Linked DNA regions of Mus musculus: region 1 is linked to region 2. The links are chromatin contacts, called in public HiChIP or PLAC-seq maps. All regions are on one chromosome and are shown on one strand. The core of a region is the stretch at or near the end of the contact, and the rest is flanking DNA. Distances in the headings are between cores, read along the strand shown. Region 1 has its middle 38 kb from the start of Gm19619. Region 2 holds the start of Ereg (epiregulin).

Region 1 (2,745 bases), core at 53-2,552, 250 kb after region 2:
TGACCTGAGATAGCACAACTTAACCTGTGGATTCTATGTGTGCTTCTTGATATCTTGCATTTCTGAGCATAAATTAAGCTTCAAATGGTTGGATAAGTTTCCCTTACCTCTTATGCACCCACTACCAACAGCCCTCCCAAGATACAAGTCTAGATTTTGAGAATATAGTTGCCATCCACTAGAAGGATCCCTCATAGTTGGGTCTGCGTATTAAGACAGGTAGTGAGGAGCATCTCAGAGAACCTGAGTACAGGTAAAACTCTGTGAGTGCTTCTACTGGAAACACTTAACATTTTCTATGTTTTTGGTATAATACAAGGAATGCTCATGCTATCCCCAGGTATATTACTATCCTATGTTTTCTATACAGGAAGACAGATATTTTGAAAAGTTCAATGATCAGTCAATGATAATTTAAAACCCACATTGTTTTTGCTTGAAAACTATACCATCTTTTGGAACAAATATTAAATTCCCATTTTATAAGTCTAAAGAAGTTTCTTCGTGACTTCAGGCACTTGCATGACCCTTTGTGGTGTACATAGCACAGGCTCATCTGAGAGGTATGAACGCTTGGGAATCAGTGCGCACCTCAGCAACGCGCTTCCCACGATTCTACCGTTAACATCTCCAGAGCAGCAAACATGCTGCAGAGCTCAGAGATCCACCATGGGAAGTCACACCACAAACAGGGCAGGAGTGGCAGTCAACCTTATGAGTCATTCGGGACAAGGGTCAGCGAGCTTTCCCATGACAAGCCAGATAGGCAGCACTTTTCCCTGGGCAGGACACCCCACATCTATGATCAAGATGCGCCGATCATAGAGCTTTGCCACACATAGGCATTCCATATACAAAATTAACCAGAGAAAGCAGTTGAGAATTCTAAGTTTTGAAATAGCTGTGATGCTGGAAAAAGCCTAGGCTTGGCTGACAATAACCTGTGATTACTCACAAAGCAATATCAGTCTTGAAACTGGTTCCAGGGGCTGAAATAATGTGTAGTGTCCAGGAAGGGCACTTTCCTGGGTTTGTGTAGGAAAGCCAATAGCTGCAATCCTCATGGGTTTCATGCTTTAACCACTTGGAAATTACTCTACCTTCCAGGTTAAGCAGGTTCTGTAATTCCTAACCAGCAACATTTGATATTTTCTATAGACTAGGGGCTCCTTTGGGGTTGCTCTTCTCCCATATTTTGTGTGAAAGCTCTTTTCTCCTTTTATGCTGCGCCTAGAACATGAGTTCCATTCAGACTCAGTAAAGAAGGCAGCAGAGGTCTTAAACTTTAAGAGGAGGAAATGAGTCAGTGAGATTGTGGTGTGCTCTTCCCAGCATGCTCAGCGGTGTGGAAGGACTGTCAAGGAAACAGAAGAACGCAATTATTTTGTTTCTTCTATCCAAGTCTATTTACAATGTCTTTCTCCTAATCTTAACCTGTGAGTCATGACCCTCATGGGGGTTGAATGACTCTTCCACAGGGGTCACATAATCAGATATCCTTCAGCTTGGATAATTATACTACTATTCGTCACAGTATCAAAGTTATGAAGTAGCAATGGAACAATGTTATGGTTGGGTTCAGCACACCATGAAGAACTGTATTAAAGGGTCACAGCTTTGGGAAGGTTGAGATCCTAGAACTTTTCTATAAAGACTGAGAAACAGGGAGTCCCACACCACTTGGATCCAGGTCAGGGGAGCCAAACACCTGAGGGAGGCTTAAGAACTTAAGAACTTACTCTTGACTCTTCTATGACATGTGACTGTTTTTTTAAGGGTCAGACCTAGTTAGGAATTCTCCTTCATATTGACCCTTTTATCCTCTCTCTAGAAAGAGTGTATTAATATCAGGAGCTGGGGCAACTATTTTGCAGTAGTGAAGTTGATATTCAAGAATAGCGGGACAGAAAGACAGGAGAAGCTGCTTTGACATCCCCAAGTGACTGTAACAACGCTGTTATTGAATGAGAAGGCAGTATCCTGACTGGTGACACTCCTGTGACAAGCACTTCTATTTGGATTTGAATGAATTTCTAACCAATACATGAATACATGTTCCATAGCCATTAAAACACATACTATGAGAAAAAGAATATTAGCCAAATTGTAATGATGAATTAAAACTAAGAAAAAATAAACTGTCCTGTGGGCAGAGAGATTAAGAAACTTAAACCAGATAAGTATATAAGGTGATACAATATATTGAATGTCTCAAGCTTATTTCTTTCTCCCACTTAATGAATAGTTTTACTATAATAAATGTTAATAAATATTACTATGTAAAATATTATAAGGGGTCAGAGAGGTGACTGTCTAAAAGCATTTCTCAATTCCCAGCATCCAAAGGGCAGCTTATGTCTCATATCTAACTCCCGTCCCAGAGGGTCCAACACACTTTTCTGGCCTCTGACAGCACCATGCCCACATATGATTTATAGACATACAAGCATGCAAAATACCCATGTACATAAAATGAAAATTAAATAAGGGAAAAATATATAGAAAATAATGATTTTTAAGCAAAGACAAAATATCACATATTTACGTATGTCTACTAAATTATTGACTGTCAATGTTTTCATCTATGTATTTATCTGTAACTATTTATCTTGATTTATCATGTCCTAAATGAAGTGCCTCCTTTATACATCACAAAACCACAATCAATGTCATTTATCCTACCACAATTGTCTGAGTGGAATGACTTAAGATAATGTAAGCTCCCCCACACAGTATTTAATTATA
Region 2 (2,873 bases), core at 22-2,521:
ACAACAAAATGTGCGGACACTCAAAGACCTTGACTTAAGGGAGAGAAAATAACAGGAAAAAAAGAATTTATAAACAATCCATTTTCTAATTTTGAGCTAGAAAATCAACAAATGTACTAGGCAAAAATCATTCAGATTCCATTTTCCATCCCAATCTCTTTGTGTGTTAAATTGACTATTCCTAATCTCTCCAGAGGAATGTAACTAAAACCCAGAGGGAGGAAAAACCCCTATGTCTGTAGAGATATGAAAACCAGACTTATAAATAAAAACCAAAGCATACACAGTCATTTAACCAGAAGCGCAGGGCCTAATCTAGATTCTATGAATCAAGGGAAAAGGTATCTCAAACCAGACAAGATCCCTGTGAACTCACACATCCCGGGCCTCGAGAGCCACGCTAAATAGACTAATTCGCCTAGTTCCTCATAAAAGGCAGCCTTTCCCCCAAGTATGACTCCATCAGCAATGGGAGGAAACTGCGAAGAAGCAGAAATGGTGAGGTGGTGAGCCAATTTGTCTGACAAACTAGTGCGAGCTCAGATAAGGACCGATTCAAGTTTGCATTTGAGACAGGCACAGAGAACTGGAAAGTTGTTGTAGCAAGGAGTGCTGGATTAAGGCAGTGTTTGGAGTTGTTAACTCAAAAAATTTGCCAATAGATAGCAAATAGGACAGAACGGACAAACAATATAGGGCTTTCTTCATAATTACTAGACTTTGAGGTGATAAATGTCTGAATCACATTGGAAGCTGAGGGGCTGAGAAGGAAGGCGTGAGGGTGAAAGGCATTTCCGGGCATTTGAATAGGAGCAGAGAGCTCTGGAGCCAGTGACATGCTTCAAGTATGTTCCCAAACAGGGAGTTATTCCGGCCTGAGTTGGCAACTCAACTCTCCAAAAGTATGCGCTGGAAACACAGCCCTGACTACAACAGTCACCCACAGCAACTAAAGCCACCCACTACCCGGCAGATGACCCCATAGAGCAAACCAACCCATCTGGTCCAAGCTCCCCACCTCCTCGGGGCTTGAGTCCGAAGACAAGGAGGATGGAAAAGTTTGGGGAGTAGCCACACTAGAAGGACATTCATTCCTGAAACCCTCCTCTCAGGTGTTCCTGAGAGGGAGGATGACATCTGGCCAGTCCTCCGCTGGCCACCACTCCTCCCCCCGGGGGGTGGCATTAGGAAACCCTGGACAACCCGCTAGTAAGTCCTCGCGTGCCTAGGCACCTCCCCAGACTTATAAAGGTCGCTGCGCTGCGCCGAGTAGCTCAGCTCACTTGCCTGGCTGCTCAGAGTCACAGCGACTTGGTGGGCTCTGGTACCTGGATCAGCTCGGTTCCAACTCAGCCACAGGCACCTTGCTCCCGCTGGCCGCCGCGCACTCCGCAAGCTGCACCGAGAAAGAAGGATGGAGACGCTCCCTGCCTCTTGGGTCTTGACGCTGCTTTGTCTAGGTAAGCCCTCGACGCCCCCAAGAGGAGAAGAGGGGGAGGAAGGCGCGGTGCATTTGTCATAGGACAAGTATGGAGTTGTTAAAGTGCGCTCAGTCTAAGAGGATGTCTTCTGTGAGTCTGTCTTTCTCACTGGCGGGGCTGGGGAAGTGCGGGATGGTGCGACTTGGTCGGTTGACGTTGCTTTTTGTCGATAAATTCATGACTAGTTTATGTTATGCATGAATTAATATCAATTTTACTGAAAAAAACTTTTTAAAAGTTTTAAAGGTTTTCTCCCCCCCTCCCCGCCCCCACTTTCTTTTGAAAATTGAGCAGTTCTAGAACCCCAAAGGTATGGACAGTATCTCTGATAGATAATGATTTACTTTCTTAGGGTGGTGCAGGAAGAGATTGCTTCAGCCTGCTAGAGACCTTTGTGCAAAGGACCAGTTTACAACCAGGGGGCTCTGGGATGTGCCTGCTCCAGCAGGGCTGCTGGGGCCAAGGCTACCTGGTCAGGTCCAGGAAGCAACTGCCAACAGACTTCTCACCTGCTGCTTTCCCCAGCAGCCCCTGCCTCCCAGGCTTAAAGATGGGTAGTTTAGAGAGGTTTTTGTTTGTTTTATGGGTAGTTTTCTTGTTTGAAATGAGTTAGCTCTGTGGGCAGGGGCACAAATGTGGGAATCCCATTATTTGCAAAGTTTCTCTCTCTCTCTCTCTCTCTCTCTCTCTCTCTCTCTCTCTCTCTCTCTCTCTCTCTCTCTCTCTCTCTCTCTCTGCTTTATTTTGTTTAACCAATTGTCCCTAATTTCTTAAGTGCCAGATGATTTAAGAGTTATATATAAACTTTCCCAATAGATGAACGTTTTAATAAGGAAATAAAAGTTATCAATCCCACATTCTTCTTGAACTTGCAATGAGACAAATTTCCCTGAGACGCTTCCTGTGCAGGATGCGACAGTTAAATTATTATTTTGACACGCCTTACAGGGGTTGGGAACCCTAATGAAGTACATACTATGCATACTTAGAGATTACACGTTTAAGGGCAAGAACCCAAGTGGAAACTGGATCTGTGGTTTCTGTCAAAAATGAGCTAAGAATGCCTTGCTAGAAGAGCAATTTTAAGCAACGTGGCTTCACTGTGTTTAGTTTAAGGTCTCTGAAAAGGATAAACTCCAATCGGTGACAGTCTTCCTCAAGTTAGGCATGAACCTAAAGGTCACAGTGGTGGAGTGACTTTGTTTTTCCACTTACAAGGTGTATCCAGACAATGCAACTGTCTATTCTGTGCATCTCAGTGGATATGCTAATGTGGGATAGCAAGAGTCTGTGAATAATGGGGTTGCTAGCCGCCTAGTGCGGGGTGTGCTGTGTGTGTTTTTGTTGTCATGAAAGTGCTTAACTCCTTTATTGCAGTCCTTAATTACAGTT

The links. HiChIP or PLAC-seq counts read pairs in DNA pulled down with a chosen protein or histone mark.
Region 1: a FOXA1 HiChIP or PLAC-seq map of pancreatic cancer cells shows a contact between it and region 2. The contact joins the enhancer-like site here to the promoter of Ereg in region 2. A contact is called at or near these places in 7 of 39 promoter capture datasets (the 3T3-L1 cell line, 3T3-L1-derived adipocytes, embryonic stem cells and 3 more), 1 of 15 datasets of contacts at CTCF or cohesin (the NIH/3T3 cell line), 2 of 484 Hi-C or Micro-C datasets (bone marrow-derived macrophages and tail fibroblasts), 1 of 115 datasets of contacts at active chromatin or transcription factors (pancreatic cancer cells) and 3 of 9 other capture datasets (adipose tissue, macrophages and pancreatic islet).

Annotation. Positions count from the first base shown.
Region 1 is chr5:91,319,214-91,321,958 of GRCm38.p6, forward strand. No RefSeq gene overlaps it. Among named protein-coding and RNA genes, the nearest start is that of Gm19619, 38 kb to the left of the region's middle. Within about 2 kb of position 1,303, at least 21 of the 459 cell types and tissues checked have an H3K27ac peak or open chromatin away from gene starts, as enhancers often do. A contact at or near this core is called in the NIH/3T3 cell line, pancreatic cancer cells and tail fibroblasts, where this site is marked.
Region 2 is chr5:91,073,346-91,076,218 of GRCm38.p6, forward strand. Ereg (epiregulin) reads left to right here and starts at 1,272. Exons shown (of 5, transcript NM_007950.2): 1 at 1,272-1,460. The coding sequence starts at 1,415. It overlaps Gm19610 (a long non-coding RNA gene), which reads right to left and starts at 1,590. Exons shown (of 3, transcript XR_001784889.2): 1 at 1,329-1,590; 2 at 1-33.